Linked DNA regions of Mus musculus: region 2 is linked to region 1. A link is a contact called in public HiChIP or PLAC-seq data. All regions are on one chromosome and are shown on one strand. The core of a region is the stretch at or near the end of the contact, and the rest is flanking DNA. Distances in the headings are between cores, read along the strand shown. Region 1 overlaps Pced1b (PC-esterase domain containing 1B). Region 2 has its middle 99 kb from the start of Gm41394.

Region 1 (6,663 bases), core at 1,389-3,888:
GTACAGCTGGGTCATAGAGTGCTTGCCTGGCCTGGCATGCGCGAACCTTGGGTTTGATCCATAATACTAATAAGCATCATATCAAGCCAGGCATGGTAATAGCAGCACTTAAGAAGCCATGAAAGAAGATTTCAATGTGTTCCAAGCCAACACAGTGAATACCAGGCCAGCCAGGGGCTACCGGGGAAACTGTTTAAAGGGACAGGAGAGCATTCTTTTTTTTGTTTTGATTTTTGTTTTTCGAGACAGGGTTTCTCTGTGTAGTCCTGGCTGTCCTGGAACTCACTCTGTAGACCAGGCTGGCCTCGAACTCAGAAATCTGCCTGCCTCTGCCTCCCAAGTGCTGCGATCAAAGGCATGCACCACCATGCCCAGCTTCGTCCAGGTGGCTCTTAATTGCTTCTCCAGAGATGCCTGCCTCGCTCTCTACACCAGTCCTGATTTCTGACGTTTACACATGGGCCGTCGTGTTTGTTTCTAATTCAATAATAAGTGCTGTCTGTACGCTCTATGATTGATTCTTCACTTAAAAGCATCAGAACACCCCGGCTCGGTTGCTTCCTAACCATTTCATATTCCTTGTGGCTTGTAGAACCGGGAACTAATTTAGCCAATTACCTTAAAGAAACAGAAAGAAAGAGTGAAAAAGAGAGAGAGAGAGAAGGAAAGGAAAGGAAAGGAAAGGAAAGGAAAGGAAAGGAGAACAGAGGAGGGAGGGGAGAGGGAGGGCAGGGCAGGGCAGGGCAGGGCAGTGGCTGGCAACCAGTGCCTAGTTAGTGTCAGGCCTGGTGTGCTTGGTTTACTTCTCAGCTGCAGTTGTTTTACCTTAGGGAGTGAGGCAAAGGTTCTCTTCCCCTTTGTTCAGCCTCCTTTATCAGAATTAATCACTTAAAAATAAGAGATTTGGCCAGGCAGTAATGGCACACACCTTCAATCCCAGAGGCAGAGTTGAGGCCAGCTTGGTCCATAGAGTAAATTCCAGGACGTGGTGGGTGGGGAGGGGGCTACACAGAGGAAATCCCTGTCTTGAATCCCTACCCCCCACCATAACAGGAGAGGGAGGGGATAGATAGATAGATAGATAGATAGACAGACAGACAGACAGATGATTGATAGATAGATAGATAGATAGATAGATAGATGATTGATAGATAAACAGACAGATAGGCAGACAGATAGATGGATGATAGATAGATAGATAGATAGATAGATGATAGATGATAGATTTTTGGACAGAATGAGCTGGTACATGACGACAATCCCAAGACTTGGAGGCATCAGGAATTCAAAGCCAACATCAGCTACCTGAGCTCTTGCCTCTAGGTAGGAAGGAGGCATATGACGGAGGCAGGAGGATCAGAATTCAAGGCTTGGCTACTGAGGGACTTCCACATGGGACCTTAGGAGACTCTGTCTGTGGGGAAAATCAGGGTTTGGTCTGTTGATGTTTTGAGACAGCAACTCATCTTATGTATGCGAGGCTAGCCTTGAACTCATGGTCTTCTTGTCCACACTTGGAAACAGACGTGAACCAAGCATGCCCTAATAGAATAAAAATTGTGAGCTTTGGGGGGTCATCAAGATGGCTCAGTGGGTAAGAGCACTTGCTGCCCAGCCCATGACCTGAGTTTGGTCCTGAGACCTTGCGCGGTGGAAAGACAAAGCTCACTCACATTCATACCCAGTAGACAAACAGCTCTTTTACAGTTTTAAAGATTTATATGTATGAATGTTACATTCACATGTATGTCTGTGTGCCACGTATGTGCCTAGTACCCATGGAAGCGAGAAGAAGGTATTAGACCCTACGAAACTGGAATTATGGATGGTTGAGAGCTGACGTGTGAGTGCTGGGAATCAAACCTTGGTCCTCAGCAGGAACAAAAATGTTCTCAACCACAAAAGGAAAGAGACTAGGCACAGTGACACAGCCTTTAATCCCAGCATTCAGGAGGCAGGGGATGTGGATCTCTGCGTTTGAGGACAGTCTGGTCTACACGGATTGTTCCGGACCAATCTACATAGTAAGACCCTGTCTCAAAAATCAAGCCAAAAATGGAAAAAAAAAAAAGTACCCGTTTAAAGCACTGCCCTTGGTCATTGTAAAAGAAATAGAGGAACCAGGTGGGAGGTAGGCAGGATGCTGCTCCAATCCACCCTTACTCCAAGCTCTAGCCCCCCCAAACTACAGAAATTGATCCTTGCTGGTTTATCCGGAGTCTGCTGACCCCAAAAGTAGTTTGCTTTGTAAGATCATGGACTCCACAGACTCATCCTGAGAAGCTGGAGCCAGTGTCCCTGGCTTCGGTGTCAGAGATCTCTGCCAGGCGTGGGAACTGCTATTGGCAGTCTGGCAGCTCTGGCGACTCAGTAGGGCAGGAGTGTGGGAGAGCCCTAATGGTCAGCAGGACCTTAATGAAGCCTATGGTCCAGGCCCGCAGAAAAGAAAAAGGCCTGAAGGTGATTGGGGAACTGAGTTAGCTTAGGGCTCCGTCCCACGCGTGTAGAACAGGCAGCGGCTCTGATCTGTATTGGCATGGCTAGCCTGGGAGCTGGCACCGGGGCTCATGCAGAGAAGAGCCAAGTTTGCACCTTATAAACTCCACCAAAGAGGAAGCCCTACCACTGCCCCAGAGCTGCACCACCCACTGACACTGAAGGAAGTGCTGACTCTCTCCACAGGGCCGGGATGACTCGGCAATGAGAACGAGGCAACGTGGAGATCACCACCTTTCTCTCCTCTCGCCTTCCTTCCTCTTTCCTTCTCGGCGCCCAGCGATGGAGGGACTGGACAATAGGATCTTCCTTGCACAGACATGTAAGTATGCGCCCCTCCCCACAACAGACATGAGCACACTAGGCATAGCCCCCCACCTACAAAGCGGGGGCTCAGACCTGCAATATCCACCTTGATGCTCACACAGAACGTGTGGAGCCTCTTTCTGTTCAGAGCGATAGTAAGCGCCTGCTCTAATTCTCATTAACAAACACTGTAGCGGGGCCAGAGTTGCAGCTTTCTTAGCCTACTTCCTCCTAAAATATCAGTCTGTGGTCAATCAAATTCTGCAAAAGACAGTTTCTCCCTCAGACGTTGCTGGCTAACACAGCTCTCTAAGCCCCCAGGGTTTAGTAGGGTCTCCTGGGAATATAATCATAAGACAGCCTTAAATCAATGGGTTTCCCAAGATTCTGATTCTTGGAGTCCACCATTCCCTCTTAGATTTCTAAACCCACTGTCCCTAGACACATGCTGGCCCGTGACATACCGGAAACCACGGCAGTCACTGGTGGCAGCCTCTGTTCCCCTCCAAATCAAAAGTTAAAACGGCCTCTCATCTTTGCTGTGGTGTTTCAGTCCTCGTAGACATCACCCTGTGGGCATGGAATAGGGTTCAGTTTTCCTGCTAGATGCTATGGCAGGCCCGACCTTGCAACTTGAGACAAACAGGGCCCTCTGGGAAATATTTCCTCCCCGGGACACTCCTTCCTAGTCTGTAGGTGGCACTAAAGGTAACAGTGGGTGTGAGGCTCTGGGCGTCCTTCTCAGGAAATGGCAGCTGCAATAGTTGATTCTGTCAATCAAAGGCACTGGAGCTAGAATATTCAAAATGACTATTGCAGCCTGAAAGAATAGGGAGATTCTGTGGGCTGAGACCTGCAGGCATCTCAGAGGAGTGGCCCCCAGGCTGCTAAAATGCCTGACAGAGGGAGGCAGGCCGGGGCCTTCAGACACTATTGAGGTTCACACACACTCAGTCTGTGAAGGGCAGCAAAGTGGCAAGATGAGCATCTTAGGACACAGACTGGAGAGACGAGGCGTCAGGTGCACCGTGATTCCTGCTGTAAAAGGAGGTAGAGGCTGTGGCCAGAGAAGTGGACTAGTCAGAGCAGTTTGCCACATGCTCTCCCTGCCTGTGCTGGGTGGCTAAGAGGACTGGGAGGCTTCTGACTGGAGATGTGCAGTAAGTCAGGTTGAGGAGTTTATAAGAAATGTCTCTTTGTTCTTTGCTGTTTTTTATCATGCATTTTTAAAGGCTGCTGCTGACTGAGCACTGTGCCCAGGTGAGAGGCCCTAGGGGGCCTGGGGGTGGGGGGTGTTTATCTGGTAGGAGAAGGGAGGAGGAGTGCCACAGAACATCAAGCTGTCTTCATCCTGACCAGAACCGCCTTCACAACCCTAGATTTAGCTGGGAAGAGCATTTACATAAGCCCCAGCACTTGGGAGGCAGAGGCAGGCGGATTTCTGGGTTTGAGGCCAGCCTGGTCTACAGAGTGAGTTCCAGGACAGCCAGGGCTACACAGAGAAACCCTGTCTCGAAAAACCAAAACAAACAAACAAACAAAAAAACTGTCAGTAGAAGGCTTGACAAGTACAAAACAAAAATGAAAATTAAAAGTCTTGGTTTTGTTTTTTTGTTTTGTGTTTTGTTTTGTTTTGTTTGCTTTTCAAGACAGGGTTTCTCTGTGTAGCCCTGGCTGTCCTGGAACTCACTCTGTAGCTGAGGCTAGCCTCAAACTCAGAGATCTTCCTGCCTCTATCTCCCCAATGCTGAGAGTAAAGGTGTGTGCTACCACCGCTTGGCTAATATAATATTTTTAAGAGAACAGTTTAAAGTGCAGATTATGACTATGAAAGACTTGGCATGGTCTCCGTTAGCTCCTGCTGCCTGGGCCCTCCCGGGCGTTCTTTTAGGTCTAAGGATGAAGGGTTTTTGTTTTTTGAGGTTTTAACACAAGGTCTCAAAGTGTAGTTCTACATTACCTGGAGCTCATTACATAGACCAGGCTGGCCTTGACCTCCTGCCTTGCCTCTAACTCCTGGGTGCTGGGGTCAAAAGCGTGTACCCCGGCCCTGGCTAGGATAAAGCTTCTGATATGGGTGGACTGGGGAAGAAAGGCAGTGGTGAGCGTGTGAGACGCTGAGAACAATGAGAGGCCCTGAGGGCCTCGGGGAGAGGGAATGAGATGTGTAGGTTCAGGTCTGCAGAATGAGAAAGAACCATGTGACATCAAATATGGATGAAGGTCTCACTTGTGCGGAGAACGGGAATCAGAACACACTAAGCGAGGGGCTTGGCGTCTCCCCGTATTGTCTACAGGTGAGAGACGCGTTTCTGATAGAACGAAAGGCCTCTTTTCTCAGGCGCCGTTTGAGTATCATTTGTGTAAAGGGTTACAAACTTTAGGGAGCCTGCTGCACGGCCAAGCTCACGACTGAACCTAGCTGGAATGGGAAAGGCTGTTCAGCCTCCCCAGCCTCAAGACAACCTACATCATTCTTATCCACCCGCAGTCTGTTCCTACAGGATGCTCTCAGGACAGCCTGGAGCTGTGCCATGTCTTAGTTAGGGTTTTACCACTGTGAACAGACACCATGACCAAGGCAACTCTTAAAATGTGTGTATGTGTGTCTGTGTGTGTGTGTGTGTGTGTGTGTGTGTGTGTGTGTGTACACTGTCACTGGCTTCACACACACCATAAGAGGGCAGGGAAGCCACCATGTGGTTGCTGGGAATTAAACTCAGGACCTCTGAAAGAGCAGTCAGTGCTCATGATAGCTGAGCCCCCAAGGCAACTCTTATAAAGACAATGTTAGCCGGGCGTGGTGGCGCATGCCTTTAATCCCAGCACTTGGGAGGCAGTGGCAGGTGAATTTCTGAGTTCGAGGCCAGCCTGGTCTACAGAGCGAGTTCCAGGACAGCCAGGACTACACAGAGAAACCCTGTCTCGAAAAACAAAAACAAAAAAAAACAAACAAACAAACAAAAAAAAGACAATGTTATATTGAGGCTGGCTTACAGGTTCAGAGGTTCCGTCCATTATCATCAAGGCAGGAACATGGCAGCATCCAGGCAGGCATGGTGCAGGAGGAACTGAGAGTTCTACATCTTCATCTAAAGGCTTCTAGTGGAAGACTGATTTCCAGACAGCCAGGATGAGGGACTTAAGCCCACGCCCACGAGTGACACACCTACTCCAATAAGGCCACACCTCCTAATAGTGCCACTCCCTGGGCCAAGCATATACAAACCATCACAGCCCATAACACAGGGTGCTTATAAGCCTTTGTATTTTACTTATGGCTAATCATTCAGAGTATTATTTATATATATGAGGAAGGCATAGATGAACATATATTGTTTTGAAACCTCACTCCCAGTAGTTTAGAGCCAGAGGCCACAGGTAGAAGGGACCTGAGACACCAAGGAGAAGGGGCCAATGACCCAGATTGCACAAATCGCACTTTACTGGAGACTTTTAAACGATTATTTATTCATTCATTTTATGTACATAAGTACACTATTGCTCTCTTCAGACACACCAGAAGAGAGCATCAGACCCTATTGCAGATGGTTGTAAGTCACCGTGTGGTTGCTGGGAATTGAACTCTGGACCTCTGGAAGAGCAGTCAGTGAGTGCTCTTAATGGCTGAGCCATCTCTCTAGCTCACTTTACTGGAGACTTAAGGGCACAGGATGTCTTGAGCAGCTACAAGGCAAGAGGATCCCTCCATTGTAAAACCTGAGGGTGGTGTCTCCATGCTGAGCTACACAGAGATGGGCTGAGGCCAACAGGAATGCATTGTCCTTTCTCAAAACATTGGCTAAGAACAACCCAGGCATCAGTGGTTGGCACGCCACGCTCGGCTGACTATCCTAACAA
Region 2 (6,663 bases), core at 1,118-3,617, 160 kb after region 1:
TCTTTCTGAACCAGGGACAGGTATTCATCCATCCATCAGGGGGATTGTATGGACGGAGGGCACCTGCTTCCTTTGCCTGCTGGGTTGTGGTTGTTTCATACAGTGGTACCTTAATGGGCATGGAGCTGTGAATTTGGAGTTGGCTGGGTTCGGTTGTTCAGGATCAGGACGATCCAACCCTACAGCCAACACCTCACAGAGAATAGGCGCCTCTCCCAGGTTCTAAGCTTCTTTTTCATCCCAACACGCAGCCATTCTCGGCGTCCTGCACACATACGTGCATATTACGTTTATAAGCGATTCTATTCTCTGACATATCTGATGGTTTCCTGATAACTTCATCGTGCCGAGTCTTCAGATGGTCCACAGAGCTGTCTCTGCCTTCATCCTGCCCACCAGGATTGTCCTGACTCTCCCACCTCGCATCAAGCAGTTCTTCCTCAGAACCTTATCACTGCTGGGACCAGAGAGTATACTTGAAACTTGCAAAATACCCCTCTGAGGCTGGAGAGATGGCTCAGCGGTTAGCAGCACTGACTGCTCTTCTGGAGGTCCCGAGTTCAAATCCCAGCATCGCAACCATCTGTACAGCTACTCACATACATAAAATAAATAAATAAATCTTTTTAAAAAATACTCCTCCGACCCCATGGGGTGAGAATAGTATGGTATAATACGAAATCGGATGAGTTCTTTCTGTGAATTTTTAAAAAAATTTTGTTCTATAAGATTCCGGGAAAACAGAGATTGCTCCATTGGAAAATTCTATAAAATAGTTTAAAGGAAGCCGCACTGCTTCTGCGTAATTTCTTGCACAGATTAAAAGAGAAGGGAGCATTTCCCAGCTCACTTGATGGTGAGAGTGGCAAAGCCTTCTCTTGGCCCTAGTGTGGATCTTGACAGCCCAGACTGTTCCCCTACGGAGAATGCGCATGCGCATGCGCATGTGTTTGCAGGCGCTGCGGCTTCTCCATCAGAGAGCCCAGGCTACCAGGCCCTAGCTTTTTCTATGTCTGTTTGTCTGTCATTTCTTGATTGCTTCATCATGGCAATCAGGTCAAGACCCTGGAGCCATGCAAAGATGTGGCAATGCAGTGAAGAAGCCCTCTGGAATTGGCAGAGGAATGGATACTGAGATTAATAGGACAGAATGGGGAACCAAGACTTTTCTGCATGCACATATAGATAGATATCTGATTGTTTACAGAAAGCACAACAGCAGCTCAAAAAAAAACCGATAGCAGTGCAAACATATATATAAGTACTGGAACAACTTGATATCCATTGGAAAAACCGAAGAAAACTTCAATGCAAACCTCCTGTCGCATAAAAAGCTAATTTAAAATAAATCTCACCTTTAAATGTAAATCAGAGAAATTTTTTACAACATCACACAGGAGGGTAGAAACTTATTTGACATGACACCATAACAGAAATAATTGAAAACCAGATGTAATAAAAAAAAAAAAAAAAAAGGGCTGGTGAGATGGCTCAGTGGGTAAGAGCACCCGACTGCTCTTCCGAAGGTCAGGAGTTCAAATCCCAGCAACCACATGGTGGCTCACAACCATCCGTAACGAGATCTGACTCCCTCTTCTGGAGTGTCTGAAGACAGCTACAGTGTACTTACATATAATGAATAAAGAGAAAAAAAAAAGAAAAAAAAAGAAAACCAGATGTAGAGCTTTTTGCCTCTCTGAAGTCCAACGTGGAAAGACAGGTATATAACAAGAGAACATACCAACCAAGAATATGACAAATGGCTCATATCTCTCACCACAGTAAACCCCACTGTTCCCTCCCTAACATGTGGACTGTATCTCAAGCCAAGGTCAGCCTTTCCTCCCGTAAGTCGTGCCTCGTCAGGCATTTTTCACTGTCATGAAAAAAAGGAAGGAAATATGGTACCAGAGAGCCAGATTCTGTGATAAACCTGGTGATGCGTCTGTAGAAATGGTTTGCGGAAGAAATGGGGAAGAGTTCATAACTGAAGTCTGGAGAGTGCAGTCAACAGAGCTTAGTAGGTCACTCTGTCTGCTGGGAGTTCGGAAGACCACATACGACACAGTAAAGATGGTGACCATGATGCTTCAGAACGGAAGCTAGAAGCCACTCATGTTCTTTTCTGGCAGAGCACCTGGTTGGTTCCCTGTTGCCTATCCCTTGAAATATGAATGTGGCTGTATCAAAAGGCAATGGATTAAGTCATCTGGTGGAGGAAATTTAGGGTCAATAGAGCCTTCAGGCTATGGGATGGTTACTGCTCAATGCGCTTAGCCAGAGTTGCAGTGTGTGAAAGAGATGATGGTACAGGAAGTGTGGAAAGGGTGGGAACATGAATGTGGTTAACGTTGCAGACAATCTGCAAGAGGAAGCTACAGACACAGTAACTGTAATGGTTAGAAAGACAGATGCCACTGGAGAGGGACCCACTTTACACTGGGGCAACAGGAAAGATTCTATGAGGACAAACCCTCACCCACCAAAGACTCTGGAGTATAATAATAAAAACACATTTGGAGTGAATGTTTCTAATCACAGAGAGTCTCCAAGGGGAGCCTGCTGAAGCAGAGCCATAGAGGGGAACACTTTCCCAGGGACCATAGTGAAATGCTTTTCCATGGTCTGACACAATGGCACACAGGAGCATTTGTTCAAGATCAGGCCAGGGTGGCAACGAAGGTTGGTGTTGTTCACATATTGCCAATTTGTCTGGTGTATAGAATTCAGGAGTTGTACTGGCTGGTTTTGTGTGTCAACTTGACACAAGCTAGAGTTATCACAGAGAAAGGAACCTCCCTTGAGGAAATGCCTCTATGAGATCCAGCTATAAGGCATTTTCTCAGTGATCAAGAGTGGGAGGGCCCATTGTGGGTGGTGCCATCCCTGGGCTGGTAGTCTTGGGTTCTATAAGAAAGCAAGCTGAGCAAGCCAGAGGAAGCCAGCCAGTAAGTAACATCCCTCCATGGCCTCTGCATCAGCTCCTGCTTCCTGACCTGCTTGAGTTCCAGTCCTGACTTCCTTTGGTGATGAACAACAGTGTGGAAGTGTAAGCTGAATAAACCCTTTCCTCCCCAGCTTGCTTCTTGGTCATGATGTTTTGTGCAGGAATAGAAACCCTGACTAAGACAGGGTCCATGAGAACATGGAGGCTTGCATTAAAGTATCAGAAAGCCACTGAAGATAGGTAGTGTGTGTGTGTGTGCGTGTGCGTGTGCGTGTGCGTGTGTGTGTGTGTGTGTGTGTGTGTGTGTGTGGTGTGGTGAATGGTGTGTGTGTGTGTGTGTGGTGTGTGTGTGTGTGGTGTGTGTGTATGTGGTGTGTGTGTGTATGTGGTGTGTGTGGTGTGTGTGGGGGTGTGGTGTGTATGTGTGTGTGGTGTGTGTGTGGTGTGTGTGTGTGTGTGTGTGTGTGTGTGTGTGTGTGTGTGTGTGGTGTGTGTGTGTGTGTGTGGTGTGTGTGTGGTGTGTGTGCATGTGTGTGTGTATGTGTGTGTGTGTGGTGTGGGGGTGTGTGTGGTGTGTATGTGTGTGTGGTGTGTGTGCGTGTGTGCGTGTGTGTGTGTGTGTGTGTGTGTGTGTGTGTGTGTGTGTAGATTCCCTGTGTGGAGCTCCAGAGTGGGCTGCACATGAAACTGTGATGGGAAACCTAGGCTGCAATGGGGACTCCCGTCTACTGAATATCTGGGAATGTGGGCTACCTGATGATGCCATCAGCCACCACTGCATAGAACTGGCCCAAGAGAGAGGCCATGCACACTTCAGGCAGAGGGGTGGGGCTACCTAAGCCCACTGGAGCCCAGAGGATGCTACCTAGCTATTGAGCAAGAGGCTGCAGGGTCCGGTGTGTTTGTCCTGGTGTGTCCTGCTTTGTCCATCCTTTTGTCCCAATGGCTCCAGGAACAGTAATGATTGTGCCACTGTATAGCAGAAGTGTGCTCCTTGTTTTCTGACGTTTACAAAGCCTCTCAGGAGACTTTGGACCGTGCACTCTTAGGCACCGTTGCAACTGTTAAGACTAGGGAGACTTCTGACGTTGTGCGGTGTGCATTCTACATTATGAAGTGGCTGTATACCTAGGGCGCCTGGGACAGAAAGGTATGAGTCAAATGTGACATGTCTGCCACACACTACTGTATGTGAACACTTGGTCCCCCGCTGGTAATTGTTTTGGGGACCTCGGGAACCTTCAAGAAAGTAGTGGGGCTTGGTTGGTGGAAATAATTCACTGAGGATGGGACCTGAGGAGCAAAGCCTGCCCCTGTCGCTGTTTCCTGGTCTGCTCAGAGGTGAGAGGTCCCAGCCACACTCTGCAGCTGCCATGAACCCCACCGTTCCTGCCCCACCTCGATCAAATACATTCTCAAGAAGTAGCTACGAAATAGTCTTCCTCACTGAGAGAAAGAGAGAGGACAAAAAAAAAAAAAACAAAAACAAAACAAAAAAACACAACATCACTAGCCACAAAATTCAAATCCAGGCTAAAATAAGATGTCAAATAGAAAATCCTATGACCGTGCCCAAAGCTGGTGACAAAACAGGAAAACTCAACCTCTCCTACATTGCTCTACATGGCACAAACACTCGGGAAAATATGTTTCCAGTTTCTTAGAAAACTAAACACCCAACTGTGAGAATTCCATATGATTGTCACAGTTTATCACAGAAAATAAAGATGTGTATGTTAGCCCCCAAACCTGTACATATCTGCCAATATCACCATAGCCATTTGTAATAGTTAAAAACAGGAAAGACCAACATAATCTTTGTCAGTAAATGGATTAACTGTGTTTCCTCAATACCACAGAATACTATTTATTCAGCAGTAATGTGTGATGTTTATATATGCTCAGCCCAGGGAGTGGCACTATTGCAAGGTGTGGCCTTGTTGGAGTAGGTGTGTCACTGTGGGTGTGGGCTTAACACCCTCATCCTAGCTGCCTGGAAGCCAGTATTCTGCTAGTAGCCTTCAGATGAAGACGTAGAATTCTCAGCTCCTTCAGCACTACGCCTGCCTGGATGCTGCCATGTTCCCACCTTGATGATAATGGACTGAACCTCTGAACCTGTAAGCCAGCCCCAATTAAATGTTGTCCTTTATAAGAGTTGCCTTAGTCATGGTGTCTGTTCACAGCAGTATTATACATATCTGATAATATCACCATAATCATTTATAATAGTTAAAAACAGGAGAAACCAAAATCATCTTAGTGAGTAAATGGGTCAGCTGGGTTCCCTCAATACCACAGAATACCATTTATTCAGCTGTAACGTGTTCTTCTGAAAAGGCCTCTCCCTGCTTACATCTCACCCCACTCACAAACCTCTCATGCTTTCTCTAATTTCAAGGCTAGAGATGCAGATCTACCACAGAAATCCATTCTTCTCTCCTAAAAGAAATCCACTGGGAATCCAGACAGATGTGGCTGACGTCAGTCACTAAGAGCCCAGACCCCTGCCAGTTCTTCCTTCTGATGCTCCTAGCATGGTGTTCCTTCTCATGGTTATAGTAATTATAATGATCATTCTAAGAGGAATGTGAAGGTGTCAGTGACTTGGTTATTACATCCATTTTCAAAGCCAGCCTAGATAAGGGAAGTGTGAGAAAAGCACGAGCTCTCTCCACGCAGCCGTGTTCATCCTTTGACACTGCAACAAGACATTATCATCCACAACAAATGACACAGGAGCGAGGCAACACATACAAGAAAAAATATCACCCCAAAACCTTGTCTTGGTTGCTGTTCTATTGCTGAGGAGGCACCATGATCAGGGCAACTTAGAGCAGAAAGCATTTATGGGAGACTTGCTTATAGTTTCAGAGGGTTAATCTATGGTCATCATGGTGGGAGTGTGGCTGCAGGCAGATAGGTGGGACACTGGAGTGATAGCTGAGAGCCCACATCTGATCTGTAAGTTTTGGGGGGTGGGGAAAAGAGGGATGAGAGAAGAGGAGAGGAGAGGAGAGGAGAGGAGAGGAGAGGAGAGGAGAGGAGAGGAGAGGAGAGGAGAGAGGAGAGGGGGGCTGGCATGGGCTTTTGAAATCTCAGAGCCCACCACTGGTAGCCCACCAGATCAAGTGAGGCCACATCTCCTAATTCTTCCTAAATAGCTCCACCAACTGGGAGCCAAACATTCAAATATATTAGCTTATCAGACCATGTCTTAGTCAGGGTTTCTATTCCTGCACAAAACGTCATGACCAAGAAGCAAGTTGGGGAGGAAAGGGTTTATTCAGCTTACACTTCCACACTGCTGTTCATCATCAAAGAACTCAAGACTGGAACTCACACAGGGTAGGAACTCAGGGGCAGGAGTGGATGCAGAGGCCATAGAGGAATAGTGTTTACTGGCTTGCTTCCCCTGGCTTGCTCAGCTTGCTTTCTTATAGAACCCAAGACTACCAGCTCAGGGATCTCACCACCCACAACGGGCCCTCACATCCTTGATCACTAATTGAGAAAATGCCTTACAGATGGATCCCATGGAGGCATTTCCTCAAGGGAGGCTCCTTTCTCTGTGATAACTCCAGCTTGTGTCAAGTTGACACACAAAACCAGCCACTACAGGCCATTTTCATTCAAACCACCACAACTCACATGATGTGTTAAGTAAATGTACAATTCTGTGTTAGGCAGAAATCACAGATAACTTGGGGAGCAAG

The links. HiChIP or PLAC-seq counts read pairs in DNA pulled down with a chosen protein or histone mark.
Region 2: an H3K4me3 HiChIP or PLAC-seq map of bone marrow-derived macrophages shows a contact between it and region 1, with 2.5 times the contacts expected there. The contact joins two enhancer-like sites. A contact is called at or near these places in 1 of 484 Hi-C or Micro-C datasets (nephron progenitors), 4 of 115 datasets of contacts at active chromatin or transcription factors (CD8 T cells, bone marrow-derived macrophages, large pre-B cells and 1 more) and 3 of 9 other capture datasets (adipose tissue, liver and pancreatic islet).

Annotation. Positions count from the first base shown.
Region 1 is chr15:97,358,518-97,365,180 of GRCm38.p6, forward strand. Pced1b (PC-esterase domain containing 1B) reads left to right here. Exons shown (of 6, transcript NM_172293.4): 4 at 2,683-2,818. Among named protein-coding and RNA genes, the nearest start is that of Gm33325, 4.4 kb to the left of the region's middle. Within about 2 kb of position 2,639, at least 164 of the 459 cell types and tissues checked have an H3K27ac peak or open chromatin away from gene starts, as enhancers often do. A contact at or near this core is called in CD8 T cells, bone marrow-derived macrophages and memory CD8 T cells, where this site is marked.
Region 2 is chr15:97,518,269-97,524,931 of GRCm38.p6, forward strand. No RefSeq gene overlaps it. Among named protein-coding and RNA genes, the nearest start is that of Gm41394, 99 kb to the right of the region's middle. Within about 2 kb of position 2,368, at least 59 of the 459 cell types and tissues checked have an H3K27ac peak or open chromatin away from gene starts, as enhancers often do. A contact at or near this core is called in CD8 T cells, bone marrow-derived macrophages and memory CD8 T cells, where this site is marked.